Regions from separate parts of the Mus musculus genome. Here all the other regions are linked to region 3. The links are chromatin contacts, called in public Hi-C and HiChIP or PLAC-seq maps. All regions are on one chromosome and are shown on one strand. Each heading gives the region's core, a stretch centred on a gene start, on an enhancer-like site or on the middle of the called end of the contact. The rest is flanking DNA. Distances are from core to core; before and after follow the strand shown.

Region 1 (3,018 bases), core at 208-2,707, 1.5 Mb after region 3:
ATAAAACCTAGCTAGTATGTGTGTGCATGTTCCTATTGATTTTATACTCTTTGTTCCTGCTCATACCATAGATGTGAATTCCTGGAGGTTACAGACCCGCTGTCTTTTCTCTCTCCAGGAGCTGAACTACTAGCTTCTGAGAATAACCTATTGCAAGCTTCAAATAAATAAATAAATAAATAAATAAATAAATAAATAAATAAATAAATAAATAAATAAATGCCTTTCAGGTATCCTACCTTTTAAGTATATGAGTGGTTTGCACTGTCTTTACTTTTCCCAATATTGATGCAAGGTTCCTTAAAACATGTATTTAAAAACCCTCCAAAAGCCTTGCAAGAGGAAGAAACTGAAAGGAGGAACATGTCTCGTGCAATACACAAGTAAGGTACTGTATTCACAATACAGTGATTTTTCTCCCTACCAAAAACTTAGCAGAAAACCTGAAATTTTAAATAATTCTCTTCCCTCCTTTCTCTTCCCTCCATTCCAAAACCAGAGAAGAGTGAAAAGCCAAAGATGTGATTATTCTGTATAGTTCGTGCAGTCAGTACAAAGACAGAGACAACCGTCTCCTTATCAAAACAGAACTATTGGCTCAATGCTTTTGAAAACTATAACCACTGCATTAGGCGATACACATTTCACCAAGTTTCAATCCTGTTACAAAGCCTTTGTCAACAGTGAGCAAGTGGAGGTAAGCCGACGGGGCTGGGTGGACTGAAGGCAATCGCTGGAGGGGTTTATCTTGCAAGAGCTCGATTCTCTGGCGAGAGGTGAGCAGCGAGAAGCACCTAACCTTGGCAGAGGGGGTGATCTCTGGCGGTGGGGACCGGAGGTCAGGGTGAGTGGGGAGGGGGTGGCGCCGAACCGCCGCGACCCCGGGCCGCCGTCGCACCTGCGGCTTGGCCTCCCACCACCATTCCCCAGCCCCAGCCCGGCAGTGCCCTTCCTCTCGCCGCCGCCTGCATATCCGTTACCCCGGCGGCAGAGGGCTGCGGGGGAGGGGAAGGACGGCCTGGCCGCCGGGGGCCAGCAGCGCCGGGGATGCCGCAGTGGCTCCCCGCGGCGGTGGGTCAAAGTCCGCCCGGGCCGGGGAGCTCAAGGCAGCGGCGGAGGTCGCAGCTAGGGAGATGACAGCCCCTCCGAGCCCGCCCCAACCACAGCAGCCCCAGGTACCTCATACTGGATGTACTGCTTCCTCCACTCGGGAGTGATGTGCGCGGAGAGGTGCTCGGCGAACTTCATCCTGCCGCGTCCCCCTCACTCCCACCCGGCTCTGGCAGCTACAGGCGGCGGCGGCGGCAACAGCGACTCCGACTCCTCCCCACATGGGCCCCGGCGCTGCGCGAAGCTGCGCTTCTCTCCTCCTCCGCCGCCGCCGAGGTCTCCTCAGAGCCGCCCTCCCGCCATCTTCCTCCTCCTCTCCATAGCCCCGCCCCGCCCCGCCCTCTAGACGTCATCGCCATGGTAACCGCCTACGCCGCTCCGACGGAGGGGGCGGGGTGGGGCGTGGCCTCAGGGGCTTTCCTTCTTGCTCCGCCCCTTTGGGCCGGACGTGGGAAGGCACCTCCCCTGACCTCTTCCGCCTGCCTCCAGTCTGCCTACAGCTGCTTTCTACACTCTGCCTGGGAAAAACAACAATGTTGCTACTGCAATTAATATTGGTACTGGAGCAACAATAATCCACACAAGACGCTGATATTTGCAGAGAACTGTGCAAATATTATTTCCATTTTAATATTGATTCTTCATAAAACCCTTAAAGATAAATCAGCAGTGGTCCAAATTGAGTAGTTGAAACAGTTAAGAGCCAATTGTATTTAAGGGAACTGTATTTGCATGCTGTAGATGCTCAATAAATGCTTGCTTTCAATTTAAAATGTCAGTGCCAGAAAGTTTGTGCTGCTTCTGTATCTCAATGTAATTGTCTAATTAGTCCTAGTGCTACCAGAAAGGCCAAAACATCTAGATACAAACCAGGATTGACACTTTGTGATACAGCTGACTGGGAGTGGGGGGCAAACTTGAGAGGGAAAACAATGCTGAGAAGAAAGAGAATCCTCTCCTCACCCAGTCCCTGTGTGACAGTCCTGTATCCAGGCTGACCTCTGGAAAGATACCACAGAGGCAGCAAAGTACCATATTCCATGTGAGAGTGACTGCCCTGAAGGACTTATCTGAGGGAAAAGCCCAGGTCTCACCTTGGATGGTGGAGCCCTGGATAACATAGTAGCTGACTCTCTTTTTAAGTGTGTCTATTCTTGTCCCTGTACCAAGCACTGTTCTAAACTCCTTACATGTAACTTTATCCTCTTTAACTCTTACAACTTTGATGAGACTCAAAGGTTTGCTAAGGAAGTATTGTACCTGTGACAATATAGATCCCTGTTGACTTCCCAACACACACACACACACACACACACACACACATACTTCAAAACGCCATATGTTTTTCCTCCTTCCCTTCCTCTAAATTCCCCTTTCTAATAAGGTTTTATGAATGTTTCTTCAAGAGAAAGAGAGGGTATGAGGCTTGCTCAGAAAAAGCACATCTTTCTGGCAAATGTTTGAACAGAAGCCTCAGCCTCTGGTGAAAGAATCGTCAGGGGGCTGGAGAGATGGCTCCGAAGAGCGACCTAAGTTTCATTCCCAGAATCCATGTCAAGCAGCAAGCAGCTCATAACCACCTCTAACTCCAACTCTGGGGATGTTTGTGGCACCCAAGGACACCTACCTGCACTCACATACAAGTACCCACACACAGACTCACACATATATTCTTAGTTAAAAATCATAAGTGGGGCCTGGAAAGATGTCTCAGTGGTTAAGAGCACTGACTGCTCTTCCGAAGGTCCTGAGTTCAAATCCCGGCATCCACATGGTGGCTCACAACCATCTGTAATGAGATCTGACACCCTCTTCTGGTGTATCTGAAGACAGCTGTAGTGTACTTACATATAACAATAAATAAAATCTTTGGGCTGGAGTGAGAGGGGCCTCAGAGCTAGCAGAGGT
Region 2 (2,821 bases), core at 99-2,598, 1.7 Mb after region 3:
GTCTCTACCATATTTAGAACATACTAGCCACTGCTGATACCAAAATCACATCCCTCATTATCTTAGTTAGGGTTTCTATTGCTGTGAAGAGACATCATGACCACAACTCTTATTAAAGAAAGCATTTAATTGGGGCTGGCTTACAGTTTCAGCGGGTTAGTCCATTTTCATCATGGTGGAAGTATGGCAGCACGAAGGCAGACGTGGTGCTGGAGAGGCAGCTGAGAGGTGTACATCTCAGATCTACAGGGAGCAGGAAGAGTGAGCCACTGGGTTTGGGTTGAGCTTTTGAAAGCTCATTGACACACTTCCTCCAACAAGGCCCTATCTCCTAATCTTTCACAAGTAGTACCACTTCCCGATAACCACGCGTTCGAGTATATGAGCCTATTGGGGCCACTCTTACTCAAATCACCACACTCATCTTAAAGATAAATAATAGTTTATTCTGGAGTCACTTCGAGTGACTACAAATTTAGGTTACCCCAAATTCCAAGTTCCAATGTGGAAACAGTTTCATAGTTTTACAGAACAAAGAAAGTCATAAATCAAAGCAAACTAAAAATACATTGGCGGGTACACAGAGAAGCAGTAACACTGAGACGGGGAAAACTTTCCTACAGGCCCAAGAAGATAGTTGACGACATTCTTAGCTTTTGGGTTGGTGAAAGCTACTACTACTACTAGCACCACTACTAGTACTACTAGTAACAACACACACACACACACACACACACACACACACACACACACACACACACACACACACACAGTTGATGTGAGACACCCCAAAAACTGAGAGCAGTTTCTTCAAGCGACATTCCACATTGGGGTTCTCAAATTCCTGCAGGAGAGAGTACCAAAACGTGCTTTTCGTAAAAACTGATAGCAAATGTACACGGTCTGCGTGTAGACGTAATGAACTTTGTGTATGCATACACTTTTTCTTTTTGACAGTGTGCTGGACGTGGAAAGATCTGTTCCTTTCCGGCAGAGCTATAGAACTGGGTTTCACTTCAAGAAGCACAGGCACAACTGAGATGAGACGATGCAGGTTTGGGGGCCTGGTGAGGCACAACTGAGATGAGATGATGCAGGTTTGGGGGCCTGGTGATGCCTTCTCTCAAAGCGCTGGGAAATGAGGGGGCAGCAAGTTTGGAAAACAAAACACTGATGGGAGAGAGTCATCTAACCATTTAGACACACGGTGGGGCAGTGAAGGAAGGTTTCCATCTGTTGGTGACTCGCTATTTTAAGTCAGAGTGGGTGGTTAGGAAACGGCGGAACCTTTGTCCTCAGCTCTCTGTTTCCCGCGACTCTACTCTAGCAGCTACACTAATGGACCGCCTCCTTCCCTTTCCCCTGGGGGCCCTATCCGGGTGAGTTCCGGAGTTTGTGACTCCGAAGTCCCCCCCAAAACCACGAGCGACGTCCCCTGTCTGTCACCGAGGCCCGTATCTCCATCCCGCACCGCGGCCGCCGCAACCCACGCTAGCGGAGCAGGCGGGGCCCCGTATCCACCGGCGCGTGCCCGGGTGCGCGTCCGACCCGCCGAGCTCGCGCCCCGCTTCACCTCCCAGCTCCCGTCCCAGCCGCACGCGCCGCGCCGCCGGCTTCCCCTCATCTTCCAGCCGAGCGGCCTCCAGACCCCGCACCGTTGGAGCGACCCGGGCGAAGCCCGAGGGGAAACCGGGGGAGGACGGGGCGGTCCTGTGCGCCCGGGTAGGCGGAGTGGCAGAATCACCTGAGACCGCCAGACAGCTCACTGCGTTCCCACTCCCGCTCGAGCTCCGCACCCGGACCGGTGGATCAGGCCCGGGAACCCGCGCCACACCGGGGAGGACCGGCCACAGCGAGCTAGTGAACATGGCCACACCGTTCCTACCCTCGGGGGCCACCACAGGCGACAGCGGTGGGGAACTGAGCTCCGGGGACGACTCTGGTGATATGGAATCCTTCCAGACCCCCGAGGCCGAGGGGACCCGGAGTTTGGCCGAGCTGTTTGAGAAGGCTGCCGCACACGTCCAAGGCCTGGTTCAGGTAGCCAGCCGGGAGCAGCTCCTGTACCTGTATGCCAGGTTCAAGCAGGTAAAAGATGGGTGGATGAGAGGACGTGGGCTGTTTCCTCCAAAAACTTAGTAGCAGATTGCGTGGCTAATGGTCGAGCGTAATGAAGTTTGTATGTGTGTGTTTGTTGTTTTTGTTTTTTACCCTGGAGAATAGCATCATTCTGGACATGGAATAATCTCTCTGATATCCAACGAATATTTATGTAGCCGGGCACTGAATGACAATGTTTCAGTGGCCTTGCCTCTGAACCTTTACAAAATGAGGATGATAAAATAAAATTTGGCATTCGCTGTTGCCAGAAGGACATGTGATAGGAAACATGGTAATGTTAATAATAAGTTTGAAATTTAAGAGAACATTACTGTGTATAAGATGCTAACAATATTACTATTATGATTCTTAGGAACTCTAAATATAGTTGTTATGTTTTTGGCTGAATTTGGTCCTGCTAGATATAGTCCCTCCACATTTTTAAAATTAAGGGCTCCATGCAGGTAACATGGAGGTCTGGTGATGAACTAACTCTCCACTCAGCTTCCTGAATCACTTTCATTTCCAAATAGAAAACCCAGGGGAGTAGGCAGTTTAGAAAGTTACATGGATATATCAGAATTAAAGTGTAGTTTTTGTCTCTAAAACTGAATTTTACCCGATAAAGTAAGGACAGGTTTGAGTTATAAACATAAGACTAATTTATCTTTCAAGGTTAGGTACCAGAAGGAAAGACTATTGCCTTCCTTCAGTGGACAGA
Region 3 (2,700 bases), core at 11-2,510:
TCATCCCTTCCTCTTCCAAAGGCACTGAGAGCGTGGGTTTCTGGCATCTAGAGAGAAAACTTCATCTCGAATGCCAGAAGTCCTGAAAGATAAAGCCCAGCCATGAGGTGGATTTCATGTACTAGAAAGAGACTGCTCAGAGCATAGCATTAATAACAATATATGGGCCACGTCTATTTTTTTACAGGTAAATTCTGTGCACATTTTCAGCTTGTCTCACTACAGTATTCACACACTATCTCAGCCATCACTGCAGGGTTAAGAAAGGAAAGAGAAAACTCTCATTCCCTCTCCCCCAACACACACACACAGTTAAAAACAACTTGGGAAGCAAAGCCAGGGGTTCCCCCCACCCCTCTTGCTTTTTTGTTTGTTTTCTCTGTGAAACCCTGGTTGTCCTGGAATTCCCTCTGTAGAGAAGACTGGCCTCGAACTCAGGAGACCCACCCGCCTCTGCCTCCTGAGTGCTAGGATTAAAGGCGTGTGCCACCCCCGCTTTCCCTCCTGAGTGCTAGGATTAAAGGCATGTTGCCACCCTGCTTTCCCGGTCAACTGCTCTGAAAGTCCTTCCATCTGCTTTATTTTGCAGATCCAAGGAAAGGCTGAGAGACGGGAACACACACACACAAGGCAACATCAAATAGACTATGGACGTCCAGAATCCTCTTTATAGAAACATCACACTTGTGTTTAAACCGTGAAATCACAGTCTGACCACTTCCCCCAAATCCACTCAGGAAACCAGGAAGATAGGGTCCTCCAGGTTCTGGGAATCGTGTTTCTCTCTCTCTCTCCCCGCGCCTGATCAGGGCTCCCTGCCTCTCCCCAGCCCAACCCGTCCCCAGGCTCGCTCAACAAACAAAGGGTAAAATTCTCTTCTGGGGTTCTGGATTTTCAGTGACAGATCTCCTCGAAAACCTCTGTACCGTTAAGGAAGCAAAGAGCCGAGGCCAAATGACTCTGAGGAAGCCTCAGCCTGGGTCCGAGGGTCCAGAGGTCGCTTAAGAACGCAAGCTGCAAATGCATCCTGCACCTTCGGCCCTGGCCCTCCTCCAGCCGCCGCTGCCTCCCCTCCCCCACTCCCCTTTCTCTTTCTTTCTTCTGGGTCTCGCTCGCCCCACCCTGAGGCTCCCGCACAGTTCCTCGGCCAATGGCCTCAGGGCCCCGGCGCGCAGCAGCTGATGGGCGCGGGTTTCCTGGCCTAGGTCAGCCAATCAAGGCGACTGGGGGCGGGCACAAGCTGTCAATAAAAAGTACCGAGCAGCCAGCGACCCTGCAGAGCGGAGAATGGGAGTAGAGCAGAGTGTCTGAACAGCACGCTCACCCATCTCCTCTCCGCCTCGCTCTCCTGACCTGTTCACCCATCCATCATCCGGCCGGCCACCGCTCTGGTAAGCGCACGGAGGGTCCAGGAATGTACGGCCGCCCGGGCTGTGGGGTCGCACTCTACTTCCCAGCTCCAGTCAGCTGCTGTACGGAGCGGGATGCAGCGCTCGTGCCTCCCGCGTGTTTGCAGCGTGCGGCCCGGGCCGGCTCTGCTTGGTGTTCCTAGGACGCGCTGTGAGCCAAGCTCCGGGAAGGGCGGGGTTGCGGGTTGTTTTGATCTGTTCTATACTTGCGGCCGGAGGCGCCGCCCCGGGAGGCAGGCGCCGTTGGCTGGGGTTCACGCTGAGATGGGGGCTTTCCGGTGGTCCCAGCGGGAGAGGGTTCTTGCCTTAGGTGGGCGCAGGCGCCTTGATCCTCTCTTCCTGGCGGCGCATTTGGGGGGCGTCGTCACGCTGTGGGTGGTCTGGTTGAGGATGGTGGTCCTAAGCGTTGATGGCACCACTCCCCAGCTCCCAACGCCGTGTCCTAGGCCTTTACCATATGACCGAACAATGGAGAGCCGGAGCCCCGGAGTGGCCGGCGGGCTCCGCAGTGGAGAGGCCGCGCCAAGCGGAGGCAGCAGCGGCGCGCTGTGCCTCCCGCGGTCGCCCCACTCTCGCCACCCGGCCTCTACCCTCGCCGGGGTATGGCCCCCTGGGAGAGGCCTTGAGATCTACGCGGGCCCGAGGGTCGCGGCACCGACTTTCCGGACATTTTAGTGGGAAGGCTGCTTTCAAAGTGGATTGCCCCAACTCCTCCGGGGGCGGGAAGCGGGGATCCTCCCCCAGCCGCAAATACTCAAAGAAACCAACCATTGAAGACGTAGAAGATGGAGATTCTCGGTCCTCAGAGTCCCCTTCTAATACTTTAGGCTTCGTTGCCTACTCTGTGAACTCCGGGGAGAAGTCGAGGGTTAAGATTAAATCGCACCCGTCTTATTCCAGCACCTCCCCCTCCGAACGGTCTGGGTCCCCCACTCCATCGCCCTCGCCCAAAAAGCTCCGTTGCTTAGACCAGCGAGAAATCGAGAACGAGGAGAGGCATGAACACTGCTCTAAAAAGAGGAGGTCTAGAGAGTACAACCCCAGTGCATTTGATTCTCATTGGCTGGGGTGAGTAAAAGTCAGGGCGAAGGACCCCGGGTGCATCTGGCAACCCGCAGAAACTACTCAGAATTTTAAGAACCCATTCCACTTTGCACTACAGGGACACCAGTTGGTGCTATCTATGTACACTAGGCTGCTGGCACCCAGCTGGTCTCAGGGAACCAGGGCCAGAGGAGGAACTCAGGTTCCCCTAACAGTTCATTAATGCTGGATGTGTGTGTGTGGGGGG

Evidence for each region. Hi-C and Micro-C count contacts between places; a contact is called where the count stands out from the background. HiChIP or PLAC-seq counts read pairs in DNA pulled down with a chosen protein or histone mark.
Region 1: a contact with region 3 is called in a Hi-C map of regulatory T cells, with 6 times the contacts expected there. The contact joins the promoter of Xpr1 here to the promoter of Glul in region 3. A contact is called at or near these places in 2 of 484 Hi-C or Micro-C datasets (embryonic stem cells and regulatory T cells).
Region 2: an H3K4me3 HiChIP or PLAC-seq map of pro-B cells shows a contact between it and region 3, with 5 times the contacts expected there. The contact joins the promoter of Acbd6 here to the promoter of Glul in region 3. A contact is called at or near these places in 1 of 39 promoter capture datasets (hippocampal neurons) and 2 of 115 datasets of contacts at active chromatin or transcription factors (astrocytes and pro-B cells).

What each region holds. Positions count from the first base shown.
Region 1 is chr1:155,415,987-155,419,004 of GRCm38.p6, forward strand. Xpr1 (xenotropic and polytropic retrovirus receptor 1) reads right to left here and starts at 1,458. Exons shown (of 15, transcript NM_011273.2): 1 at 1,180-1,458. The coding sequence starts at 1,248.
Region 2 is chr1:155,556,772-155,559,592 of GRCm38.p6, forward strand. It overlaps Acbd6 (acyl-Coenzyme A binding domain containing 6), which reads left to right and starts at 1,349. Exons shown (of 8, transcript NM_028250.3): 1 at 1,349-2,088. The coding sequence starts at 1,867.
Region 3 is chr1:153,898,669-153,901,368 of GRCm38.p6, forward strand. Glul (glutamate-ammonia ligase (glutamine synthetase)) reads left to right here and starts at 1,261. Exons shown (of 7, transcript NM_008131.4): 1 at 1,261-1,391. Gm38440 (a long non-coding RNA gene) reads right to left here and starts at 1,108. Exons shown (of 2, transcript XR_387481.3): 1 at 927-1,108; 2 at 1-82. It overlaps Mir8114 (microRNA 8114), which reads left to right and starts at 1,258; the gene lies at 1,258-1,368.